Linked DNA regions of Mus musculus: regions 2 and 3 are each linked to region 1. A link is a contact called in public Micro-C and promoter capture Hi-C data. All regions are on one chromosome and are shown on one strand. Each heading gives the region's core, a stretch centred on a gene start, on an enhancer-like site or on the middle of the called end of the contact. The rest is flanking DNA. Distances are from core to core; before and after follow the strand shown.

What was found. Promoter capture Hi-C pulls out the DNA fragments that hold promoters and counts their contacts. Hi-C and Micro-C count contacts between places; a contact is called where the count stands out from the background.
Region 2: a contact with region 1 is called in a Micro-C map of B cells, with 9 times the contacts expected there. The contact joins the promoter of Wdfy3 here to the promoter of Nkx6-1 in region 1. A contact is called at or near these places in 1 of 39 promoter capture datasets (pre-B cells), 1 of 15 datasets of contacts at CTCF or cohesin (large pre-B cells), 7 of 484 Hi-C or Micro-C datasets (B cells, LSK cells, cardiomyocytes and 1 more) and 1 of 115 datasets of contacts at active chromatin or transcription factors (embryonic stem cells).
Region 3: a contact with region 1 is called in a promoter capture Hi-C map of the SN4741 cell line, with 5 times the contacts expected there. The contact joins the enhancer-like site here to the promoter of Nkx6-1 in region 1. A contact is called at or near these places in 12 of 39 promoter capture datasets (the 3T3-L1 cell line, the SN4741 cell line, cranial neural crest and 5 more), 3 of 15 datasets of contacts at CTCF or cohesin (the NIH/3T3 cell line, large pre-B cells and pro-B cells), 5 of 484 Hi-C or Micro-C datasets (adipose-derived mesenchymal stem cells, embryonic stem cells and nephron progenitors), 10 of 115 datasets of contacts at active chromatin or transcription factors (craniofacial prominence, embryonic forebrain, embryonic hindbrain and 6 more) and 1 of 9 other capture datasets (adipose tissue).

The regions. Positions count from the first base shown.
Region 1 is chr5:101,663,135-101,667,094 of GRCm38.p6, reverse strand. Nkx6-1 (NK6 homeobox 1) reads left to right here and starts at 2,384. Exons shown (of 3, transcript NM_144955.2): 1 at 2,384-3,533. The coding sequence starts at 2,861.
Region 2 is chr5:102,067,758-102,071,899 of GRCm38.p6, reverse strand. Wdfy3 (WD repeat and FYVE domain containing 3) reads left to right here and starts at 1,979. Exons shown (of 67, transcript NM_172882.3): 1 at 1,979-2,304.
Region 3 is chr5:101,160,940-101,164,769 of GRCm38.p6, reverse strand. No RefSeq gene overlaps it. Among named protein-coding and RNA genes, the nearest start is that of Gm36851, 77 kb to the left of the region's middle. Within about 2 kb of position 1,494, at least 56 of the 459 cell types and tissues checked have an H3K27ac peak or open chromatin away from gene starts, as enhancers often do. A contact at or near this core is called in the NIH/3T3 cell line, the SN4741 cell line and adipose-derived mesenchymal stem cells, where this site is marked.

The DNA of each region.
Region 1 (3,960 bases), core at 1,135-3,634:
TCGCAGGAGGCCCAAAATTCGAGCTCTGGCTGATCGTGTGCCACGGAGGAAATGCTGGGTCCGAGTGAGAGTAGTTTGTGAGGAAGCCAGAGGCATTGAAATTCCAGCGGCAGAAACAGAGCCGGGGCTTGCCCGCCACTGTCCGCTTCACGAAATTGGCTGGCTGCTCTTCTCGGGTTTAGGTAGCAGAGGGCTGGCGTGGAAGCGCAGACAGCACCCACTTTAGCTCTCCCCGGAGCCTAGAGACTGGCAGGCCGCTTAGCATATCTCCCACCCGTGCAGAGCCCCACCTTTTCCAGGGTCAGATCTAAACTCTACGGAATGATGGCAATAACCAAGTCTTGAAGTTAATAAAGATGGGAAAGCCAGAGGAAGACAAATATCATCTTCCCCACCCCCGACTCTGAGCGAATGAAAGGAGCAGGCGATGATTAACCCCTAGGCTTTACTCTCACACGTCAAACTCAACCTCAAGTTGACAACACTCAAGCTTTGGAGAAGTAAGGGGACCGACCAGTTTAAGGCCTCCTGCTTGACATTCAGAGTCAAACTCCCTGGCGCTGCTCAGTTTTAATTCCTGGGTCATTTATCGCCTATTTCTGTTTTCTGAACCTTAAATTTGGACTCAATAATATGATGCAAATCTCTGCTGTGACACTTCCCGCCCCCCCCCCCCCCACTGGTGTATCAACTGCCCGATTTCTCAAGATCGACCAAAGAGGTTTTTTCCTTGGTTTTGGTCAACCCTGAGCAGACCTTAAAGATCGGCCAGAGGGAGCAAAGCCCTTTTGACCATCGCTCCCAATGTCAGCCTAGAAGTCGGTCGTCTCTAGTTTACTCAACTACCCGAGTTGAGAGCTTGACCAGACTTTCCAACAGTTACCTGTCTTCCCCCGAGGTATTCCTCTATCTAAAGTTGTCCTGTGAATTTTAGTGATCCTGCCTCATAAATCCAACTAATAATAATAGAGGGAGGATTTTAAAAAAATAATTATCTCATTTCTGTTAGGTTTAGACACCACGCAGGAGATAAATATTCTCATTAAGCTGATTTCATCCCCAGAGTACTGAGCCCCCTCATAAGTGATAATGATCTAGGGAGTGGGAGAGCGAAGACAAGAACGGAGAAAGAACAGAAAAGAGCAGGAGACGGAAAGATGGTGAAGGGTGACCCTTAGGCCTGCGAGGGGTTTAAAAACATCTACGGGCTTAAGGAACAACAAATCAATTTACACGATTCTGGAAGAGCCCAGAGGGCCTTTAATTAATCCCTTCAAAAGAAGGAAGTCGGCCTGGGATATGCCTCCTGCCTGCTCCATTAGCTCCCTTTTCGCAAGGGTCCAGACACCGTTGGAGGTGGGCGCCGCGCGCGAGCTGGGGGAGGATGACGCGAGCTGGCGTGGGCGGAAGAGCCGCACTTAAACTGCTTTTCCATAGAAGGGCTGGATTTTCATTATTCCTCTCTTTAAAAAGTAATGCCCTCTTCGTCCCTGCTCCCTCCTTCTCCTTTCCATTTTATTTTGCACGATTAGTTGAGCCGGCCGCTGGCTCTAGACTGGAACCACTCTTTTCGCCAGGCCCCTCCCCTCTTGGCTCCGCCCAAGTGAAGCTGGGGCGGGGACTAGGAGGGCGCGTCCTTATGGCTCCCTAGTCTCAGCCAATCAAAAGGTGTGGCGCTCCCAGGTGGGCGTGTTCTAGGAGCGACGCCTTGCCCAAGCTGAGCGCTATTGGAGGCGGTGTTTACGCCCAGGACCCGGGCCCCGCTCCTCAGTCCCGCCCCGCCGAGCCGCCCCGGAATGACGTCCTCGAAAGTTCTCATTTTGGCCCCCCACCTCCCCTCCCTTGCGTCCCCCAGCTAAAGAGAGGCAGGGAGGGGTGCAAATATTTTATTACCTTTGAGAGCTTCATCCGAACTGTCAGGCCCAGAGGGAGAGAGGAGAGAAGGGAAGAGCCGCCGAGAGGGTCAGTTTGGCCAGAGGACAGGGCTTGGAAGAGCCAAGCCTGGAAAGCCAAGGAGAAATGCCAGAGAGGCAAGAGAAAGGCGGAGAGTGAGAGGAAGAGAGGGCGCCAGGGGGTGGGACGGGGGGGGGTCTCCCGGCCGGCTTGCAGAAGAGGACGGACGATCGGAACCGGCCCGTCAGACTTTTTCCATACTTAGGTTTATTTTCTTTTATCCTTTTCGATCCGGCTAGTCCGGCGCCGCGTGGCTCGGAGGGGAAGTAGGCTCGTGGGCGCACCAAGTCCCCAGCCGCCGGAGCGGTGTCACTGACTGCCCTTTCTGGCGCAGTAACGCCGGGCCCGAGGCAGTGGCGGGCGCGATACCCGCGCCGGCCGTTTGTGCTCTGTCCCCCGGGCGAGCGGTGAGTGCGACTCAGCAGCGCGGCCGCCGGGAGAGCGGAGCGTCCGAGCGAGATCAGAGGCGCGCACCGGGCGGAACGCCGCCCGCTTTGAAGCTCCCCCAGGCGAGCGAGCCGGCCCCCGCCCTCCTACATCAAAGCGAACGCTCCGCGCCTCCCAACCTTGTTGCAAACTCTCTGGGTCGGCTGCGGGGTACGTCTTGCTGATTTCCCGCGGGGGTGGAGAAGATGAGAAGCAGAGCGCTCTGAGCCGGGAACGAGGGACCAGCGCCTGGGATCGAATCCGGGACTCCCGAAGCCGAGGAAGCGCTGAGCCCGCCCGCGCCCCCGCAGCCCTCGCCCCTGCCGCCTCCCGCGGGGCGTTTGGACATTTTTGCTGCGCAGCTCCCGGAGCCCGCGGCCGATCCACACTTCGCTTGCGCGCGCCCCCGGCACCTCGGGTTCTCCCGAGCCCCGGCGGGGCCACCGACCTGCGTGGCTGCGGGTTCGGGTCTGGCTGTGGGATGTTAGCTGTGGGGGCGATGGAGGGCCCTCGGCAGAGCGCGTTCCTGCTCAGCAGCCCGCCCCTGGCCGCCCTGCACAGTATGGCCGAGATGAAGACCCCGCTCTACCCCGCCGCTTATCCCCCGCTGCCCACCGGGCCCCCCTCCTCCTCGTCCTCGTCCTCCTCGTCCTCGTCGCCCTCCCCACCTTTGGGCTCACATAACCCGGGCGGCTTGAAGCCCCCGGCCGCGGGGGGCCTCTCGTCCCTGGGCAGTCCCCCGCAGCAGCTTTCGGCGGCCACCCCACACGGCATCAACGACATCCTGAGCCGGCCCTCTATGCCGGTGGCCTCGGGGGCCGCCCTGCCCTCCGCCTCGCCCTCCGGGTCTTCCTCCTCCTCCTCCTCGTCCGCCTCCGCCACCTCGGCCTCTGCGGCGGCCGCCGCCGCCGCTGCTGCTGCCGCCGCTGCCGCCTCGTCGCCCGCTGGGCTGCTGGCCGGCCTGCCCCGCTTCAGCAGCCTGAGCCCTCCGCCACCGCCGCCCGGGCTCTACTTTAGCCCCAGCGCCGCGGCTGTGGCCGCCGTGGGCCGGTACCCCAAGCCCCTGGCCGAGCTGCCCGGTCGGACGCCCATCTTCTGGCCCGGAGTGATGCAGAGTCCGCCGTGGAGGGACGCGCGCCTTGCCTGTACCCCCCGTGAGTACTATGGGAGGGGAGGGTGGGTCCCTGCCTTCTAAGTCTGCTCTCGGGTCGTGAAGCACACAGTGCCCCTGCGGGCGGTCAGTCTCCTGGCCGCCACACTAGTTTGGAAGTTCCGGGACAGCACGCCGTTGGCTGGGCCCCTGCAGGCGAGCGAGGGACTCGCGCTTTCCTGGGCTCGCCGAGGCTCATGCAGGCCTGGGCTCCACCAACGAGAATGCGTCTGGACAGAACACAGCGCAGCAAGCGAGCTTCTGTCTGGGCTGTTCTTGAACCTGGCCAGCTCTGGGTCAGATGGATGGAAAGCGGGAAAAGGCCTCCGCACCCCTTCCTTTCTGGCTCCTTCCTGCCATGCTCGCCCGTTCCTTCAGTAGTCTGACCCTTGTTTTCGGCAAACCCGCGAGGGTAGGCAAGGCAGCTGGCT
Region 2 (4,142 bases), core at 730-3,229, 410 kb before region 1:
GTATAGCTTCAGCAAAACAAGGGAAGGCAGCTGGGTGTATATGTGTGCACTAGGAGAAAACCTTTGTGAAATATTCTCTATAAGACACCAGCAGGAAAATTGCCACATTTGCATACTGATATACCCTTGAACTTTATTGCAATGGTTTTTTTTCCAACAGAAAGACATTTATAATCAATGTGCTGATGACATACATTTCATAAATTTTCTTCTCCCAATTATAATTACAAAAAAAATTCGAAACCTCATTCATATTTAGTTGAAGATCTTCCTTCTGAAAGGCACCCTGGTCTTAGTGTTGACTCAACTGATTTTCTTACCCTAATGTAGCCATGCATCCAGTAGCTCTTCTTCCTGCCACACTCCCAGGCTGAAGAGAATTTTGTGGTACATTTGTGTAAGGGCAGATTGGAGGAACGGTACCTAAAGAATACACATCAAAGGGCCAAGGAGGAAGGAGCAGTAAGAAGGAAAAGGAAGCAGGCACACCCCTCCCCCACCCAGCGACCTGGCAGTAATGATTTATTTAAAACTGTATTATAGAGCGCTATAGCACAGCCTATTTGGCTTTAAAGGAATTCTATAGATGGCACAGACTGAGTTAAAACAGTTGAATGGCCAGTATCTTTACAGGTTACTTTGTGAGCCTTAGAGGCAAAGCATCGGATTTCTGTTCCCCCTTAGATGATCTGGTTATAAAAGTAGGTTTTTTTAAAAGGGGTTGTTCTGACCTACTCTTTCAGAATTGAGTAACATTTACATTTTTATTCTGTAGCCTGCCCCTGGTCTCTTCCCTTCCCTGACTGTCTCCCTGGCCTCCAACTCTGGACAATTCTTCTATCCTCCTGAGGGACCCCCCAACCTCATCCAACAGCAGCCCCACCCAGCACAGGCCTTACAGGCATGGCTCTCCACACCTGGGGAAAGGTGCTTTGTCCTGCCAGCGGGTGCCTGGGAACAGCAGGAACAGGGGCCCCCACACGGAACAGCTGCTGAATCTTGTAGCAAACAGTGGAGTAAATCGGTACAACTGGATCCAATTCCAAACACAAACTGGCTTAAAAAAAGGAAACAGCAAGTCCAAATTACTTCGGCTTTTTTTTTTTTTTTTTCTTTTTTAGAGGAAATCCTAAAACTGCTGTAGATTGCAGTGTTGGGAAAACAAGCTCGTGTTTCCAGTTTCTGTACCACTACTTCCCCACTCTGAGCTGTTCAACTCAAGGAGTTCAAGCATTCATGCTGACTCAGTTTTGTCCCCACCGTCAGAACAGAAGTATGACCCAAACGGTACGCTGGGCGGACTAGGAACAGAGACAAGCTGATGTCCGCTTGGCTGTTTCAAGTTTACCAATCCATACTCATTTAGTGCAAACATTGTGTTGGTCAGGTCTATGGAGGTACAAAGAATGACCTTTCCAGAAAGGGCAAACCTAAAATCTCAGCAGAAGGTCTCAAGGTCACTGACCCAGGACAACCCTGGAGACTGGAAACTCCTGGGTCCTGATCCGCACCGGAGGAGGTGGGGGTTCGAGGCCGCGTAGTGAAAGAGCTAGCGTGGGCAGTTCTTTTGTACTCCAGCTGGAGTAAAATGAACGCAGGCTCGCGTGTTTTCATCGCTGGTGACAGCATCCAGCAATGGGAGTAGGGCTCAGGGGCGCGCAGCGGTGCTTTCTCAGCAGGGTCCCCCGAGAAGCCGGAGGAGGGGGTGAGCGCTGCGCCAGAGGACCCGGGAGCCCGGAGGCGAGGGCAGGGGGCGCGGGGCGCGGGGCGCGGACTGGGCTGCGCGCCTGTCCAGGGTGCCGGCAAGCAGGAGCCGCGGCGAGGGAAGGAAGTAGGAAAGAGGAAGGAAAGGCGGGAGGGGCCGGCCGCGCGGCTGCAGTTTCTGCGGCCGGCCTGGTAGGAGGAGCGGGAGGAGCGGGAGGAGGATCCCGAGCCGTCCGTCAGCGGGCGCGGGAGGTGGGGAGAGCGGGAGGAGGAGGAGGATTAAAGATGGCCACCAGCAGCTGCGGGAGACGGCCACCAGCCCTCACTTTCCGGGATGTTCCCCGCGGCCCGGCCCGGCCTTGATGGAGAGGAGCAGCCCGTGCAGTGCCGAGGCTGAGGCGGCGGCGGGGACCCGGCGAGGGAGAAGACGCGGCGGAGCAGGGACCCAGGCGGGAGAAGGGAGCGGCGGCGGCGTCGCTGCCCTGGCTGCCTAGCACGGCTGCCGCCCCGGCCCCGCAGCTCGCGGACTGCAGCGGGCGCTCGGCCCCGGCCCGGCCTGGGGGGACTCCCGGGCCCCACGCCTGGGCCCGCGCGTCCGCGGTGAGTGCTGCCTGCCCGCTCGCCGGCTCGCCCGCGGCGCGCTTTGTTCCTGCGGGGCGGAGGCGCTGTCCGCGCGGGGACAGGCCGCGGCCCAGCCGCTCCCCCACCCGCGTCCTCCTCCGGGCCTGGAGAGGGCGCCGTCGGCGGCTGGTCCCAGGCGGCCGGCGGAGGGGCGTGCGGGGGCCTCGGGGATGGGGAGGCGGGGGCAAGGCGACCGCAGGTCCGGGAGGGCGGGGGCGTAACCCGGCGGCGCCCGGGGTAGGTGGGGGTCATGCCGGTCCCCTCGGGAGGACCCTCCCGGTGCCCATTCCCGGACCCCCCAGCCCCCACCCGCGCGCGCCCGGGCGCAGCGGAGCGCGGCCTCCATCCCTCGGGCGCCGTCTCCAGGGCCGCGGGCCTCTCCTGGCTCATCCCTCTACGCTCTGAGCTGCAAACCCTTCCCTGTGGAAGGGACCTGGGATGCTTCTGTCCTGCATCGGGGATGTGGTGGCATCACCGACATTCGCGGTTATGGCGGGGTTGAAAAGGCAGCGGTGACCTTTCCGACCAGAGCCCTCTGGACCATGGTCGCATCGGAGGTGCTGCGTTCCATTGATTTTTTGACTCTTGAATCGGAGAGACAGATGATGAGTTCTTCCTTTGTAGAAATAATAGGATAGAATCAGATCAAGCAGATGTTTACCGAATGCATGGATTTTCAGTACCTCACCAATGGCTAAGTGTTTTTTCTGTGGGAAAAATGGTGCTTATGCATACGAAAAACTATTTTTGTTCACTAATAGCTATGGGTTGGTCAGTACCAAGTGGTTATTATGGTGTCTGAAAACCCAACAAAAAAAGAAAAACAAAACCCTTGCGTCGAGACAGCAGATTCCAGGCTGGCCTCTATCAAGCAGGTTTAGATCAGTTTTCACTGTCAGGATGTAAAGCAAGTAAAAATAACAAAACAATGAAAAATGTACTTATTTACAGGAAAATGGGATGTGGTATTAGTGTAGAGTCTAGGAGAAAGACTATAGTCTGTTAGTGTATAGATCTAGTCAAAGTAAATCCCTCTTTAAATAAAACTGTCATCATGGGACCCTGCTGTGTAAGAATTAGCTTGATATGCATTTAATGTTTAAAAAAAATCTGTATTTCATTAGGTTTGAGAACTAAAACTTTGAGCAGTTCTGCCTCAAGCAACTAGAAATACAGGTTTTTAAATAGTTTCTCTTTTCCTTAGTTGAAATCTATTCATGTAAAAATATGCTTCTCACAAAAATTTCTCTACAAATGTGCTATGAGTTAAGGAACATGAGGCTTTGAAGTAACTTGGAAAGACATGAAAGAAAGTTAAACCGTAGTGTAATATTCCAGGATCAGATTCTGTACTCTGAGGATGCTGAACTCCACAAGTCTTCACTGTTTACCTCTGGTGTCCTAAATATCACCAAGGTGCTGCATTCAGTGGGGTCTTAGAATTTCTAGAAATTATCCTCAGAATGTAGCCTACATCGGGGCTCCCCCACCCCCATTTGATCTGGAACCACAAAAGATGGTAAACAACTGGGTATCGTAGTTTAAAAAGAGTAAATATCCTACCTGGGTATGGTGACTCATACCTGTTGGCCAGGTACTGGGAGGCTGAGAAGAGCGTGAACGTCTAAGTCTTGTAGATGCAGGCAAGTCTGAGGAAAAAAAATTAGTTTGTGTACTTTCCACCTGTCTCTGTCTAATGCTTGTGATGGAGAGTGTATCAGAGTACCACGGAAAGATGGAGAGGATCCCAGGATAGCATGCATGTAAAGTATTCATCCGTGTATTCTCATTCAGACACGGGGAAGATGCTGATCCCA
Region 3 (3,830 bases), core at 245-2,744, 500 kb after region 1:
AAGAGTTCCTTGGGCTGGTCTCTTCCTTGGCCATTTGCTTACTATATAGCCTTTACATGCTTCTGACACATCCTCTTGTTCACTTTCTGATTCTATTTCTTATTTATCTCATTCATACAATGCAAACTTGATAAGACTAGGGGCTGTTTTTGCACTTCGGTATCCTCAGGTACTCTCTCACAGTACAGACTCAGCTGGCTTCAAAGCCCACACTTGGAAAGATTATTGCATTCACTTCTTGAAACCATTAGTAATCTCAGCCAACACACCTTCCGCTGGTCTCTCAATGACTATCCTGTTAGCTCACATCTATTAAGTATGAGCCTGACTATATTTTAAAAGGATTTTTTTAAAATTTGTAACGGGGTGGGTGGGGACATTGTGCACATGAGAAAATATGCCTGCAGAGACCAGCAGTGCCTGATCCCCCTGGAGCCAGAATAACAGGCATTTGTGAGCCACTGGACATGCTGTGAACCAAACCCTGGTTTTCTACAAGAAGAGCATGCAGTCCTGACTTTTGCACCATCTCTCTGGCTCCATACATCTATTCTTTTTAATGGACACATTAATGCTTTAAAATTGAATCTCCTTGTCTGAAGACTTTTGGGTTTCTTCTAAATCTTTTTGTGCTTCAGCAAGTCCCCAAATGCTCACAAAGGAGAAAGTGTTATTCCTAAGCCCAAAGCCATTCACTGACCATGAAACGAGCTCTTCCCCCAATGAGTGAGTCTCCCCGCGGCCCTGTGTGCACAAGAACAGCTGCAAACACAAACACAGCTGCAGCCTAATGGACTCTCTCAATCCCATATCTTCCTCATTCCAGCCACAAACACATAGCTGAGATCAAAAAGGTAAGTTCAACGTCCTTGTGCAGTAGCTACACAACAGCGCAGGACCCAAGCTCCACTCCTGTGTTTCATCAAAGGGATCGGACTGCAGAGATAAATAAATGTTTGCTTCATTCCAGAAATCCTGGCTAATGAGAAAATAGCAGGCACCACACAAAACCTGGCTTCTGGCCATGCTTCTGTGACTGACGTAACTTGAGGTAAATTCTTCTTGACATTCAGGTTTCTGACTGATCTGTAAAATGTAGGTGAAGATTTCTGGTGTTCAGTGTGACAGCAAAATTAAACCGTATCATGGACAGATAGCTACACTAATATAAGGTACACTAATACTGCATGCTAATCACATGTGAGTTTAAGAAAAGATAACATACAAGTACTTACGCTTCTAAGTATGAATATGCAAAGGGTAGGATAAAAATGACAGACAAACAACAGTTAGATATCAAACAGCATTGTGTCAGACATCCCAGCAATCTTCTATCTTCCTAAGTTTCTCCAAGGGTGTCTTTAACAGTGCTGTTACTTACAAGATACTGCTGTACTTTAGGAAAATAAACATGAGGATTACAAATCACTGACTCAGTCAAAATGCATTCCTTGAGTACCTCCTGCTCAGTCACTGGAAACTAGGGACTTTCCCTAATGTGATGTCACCAGGCAGCAAGGGCAGGACGTGCCCTCACATCCGTCAGGCTCCAAATCAGTCTGAATCTAAAGCCACTGCTGACAAAGTCTGTGAGTCTACAAGCTGCGAGCAGTGCCGGCACTCACCCGTTCCCATCTCCACTCCAACAGGAACAAGTCCTTAAGAACCCCTACGCATTTTTAATGATTGAGAACAGACCATAGACAGGAGTGCTGATAATATAGGCTAAGATGAAACGGCTGGAATACTGCAGGACAGAAGAGAGGGCGTTGATTCACCTTAACGGTGATTCTTCAAGTCACCTTGATGAGCAGGTAATATGACAGGTGAATGTGGAGAAGAAAAAAAAAAAAAAAAACTTGAATCAAGAGGCAATGAAGATACCTGGAGTCCATCATAACCAACTTGTTCTAAGCCCCAAGAGGCAGCCATGGGGCAGAGTCCTACAGTTGACTTCAACGAGTGTGAAGAAGAAAGGACATGAACATTTTGAGTGAGCATGAGCAACTGTTTTGTGTGGGCCCCATGAAGGTCAAACATAGGCATTAAGACCTGTGGGGAAACTCAAGTTATATTAAAACTAAGCAAATTTTAGATGTGCATATATTTACATCTAATTAGTACTTTATGATTTTTTTTCCAAACACTTTCCTAAATAAATAAATAAATAAATAAATAAATGAAGGCAAACACATCATGACGGGATAATCTCCCACTCAGGAAATGAAGACATTCTGTTCCCTTGACTCTCTTTCCTTCCCTGCGCAGAGTCATCCATCCTCAACTCACCATATTAAGTTTGTCAACATCCATCATCTCGAGTTAACACTGATTTCTGTCGACAAGGGAGGCAGAGGCGAGAAACACCCTCTCATTCTTTTTAATATTCCGAATGTATGTGGTAGTCGGGCGGAGAAATGAGTTGCATTTCCATACAGAGATTCAGGATTACCAGGAACCTGATGAAAAGCTAAATTCTCTCTCCAAGGCGTAATTGCCATACAGGGGCTTCTCTCCCCTGACCGAGTCTTCAATTCCCCATTAGCATGCATGCAGTTAGCAGACTGAGGCAGAGGAAGGCATAATTTCTGAAGTTTAAAGTTTGTTAAAATGCACACAACTGCACATATTAAGAACCAGAGATCCTTCTGTAGCTCAAATGCATGAGGGAACCGGCCTTGAAATTGAAGATGGAAGAGCCAAGTGCAAAGCTCTTCTATTTCTCTCTGACACGCGCTCATCACAATAGAGCTGTGCAATAAATTCAATGAAAGGAGATTAGTTTTCATAACTCAATGGGAATTCCAGAAGAGCACCTGAAGGGAGATTTAGTCACTGACAATGGCAAGACAGCGCGCCTCAGCCTGAAGCACTGAGGCAGGCCTCATGAATATTAATGAAGAGTCTCCACATTGGAGACAAATAGCTCTTTAATTTCCAGGGTCCTCACTTTTTGAGGGGGTTTCTCCCCAAACACTAAGAATGATGGTCCTCTCACAAGGCCCTCCAGATAACTGGAAACAATGATGAATGCTTCTGTCTTCTATCTGGAACTGCAAACATAGTAACCCAACTTCTAGAAGGCACTAGAGTTAGACCTGCCTCCCTTGTTACTGACTACACCACGCTACTTAGTATTTCCACCCCTGGGGTCCAGTGACCCAATTTAGACATAGCAAGACTGCTGCTGTGGATCTCAACTCAAAGGACAGCATTGATAACTCTCGGAGCTTGGGATGTAAGTGTATAGCAGAGAGAAAGAGTGAGAGTCTGGGTAGACTTTGGTACTTTGCTGCTTGCTGTATTGGTCTGTTTCTGTTACTACAACAAATATCTAAGCTAACCACTAGCAGATGCATTTGTTTTTCTGTCTCACAGTCTTTGGAGTTTCTATCCACGATTAGTTGGTTGGTCTCTTTGCTTTGGGGCCTGTGAAATGACAGCAAAGTGTGGCAGAAGCATGAGGTGAAACCATTCACCTTGTGTTCAGGATGTAAGAGAGTGGGGGACGGGGGTGACAAGGACAGTGTCCTAGAGTCTCTTTCAAGGCACATCCTCAATGACCAAAGTCTTCCACTAGGCTCTGCTCATTGGTTTCTACCACCACCCAATAGCACCAAGCTGGCACCATAATTTAAATGCATTGACCTATGGGGGACTTTCACATCCAAACTGTAGCAGCTGCATTGTCTTTCTTAATGCTTAGAACTTGTTCAGATGTCTACATCACCTGACAAGTTAATCAGTTTAGTGAACAAGTGCTTCTTCTTGGCATTCATTGTATCCATGCATCGTTTAAACTAGACTTCCTTGAGGAGTTTCAATAGATG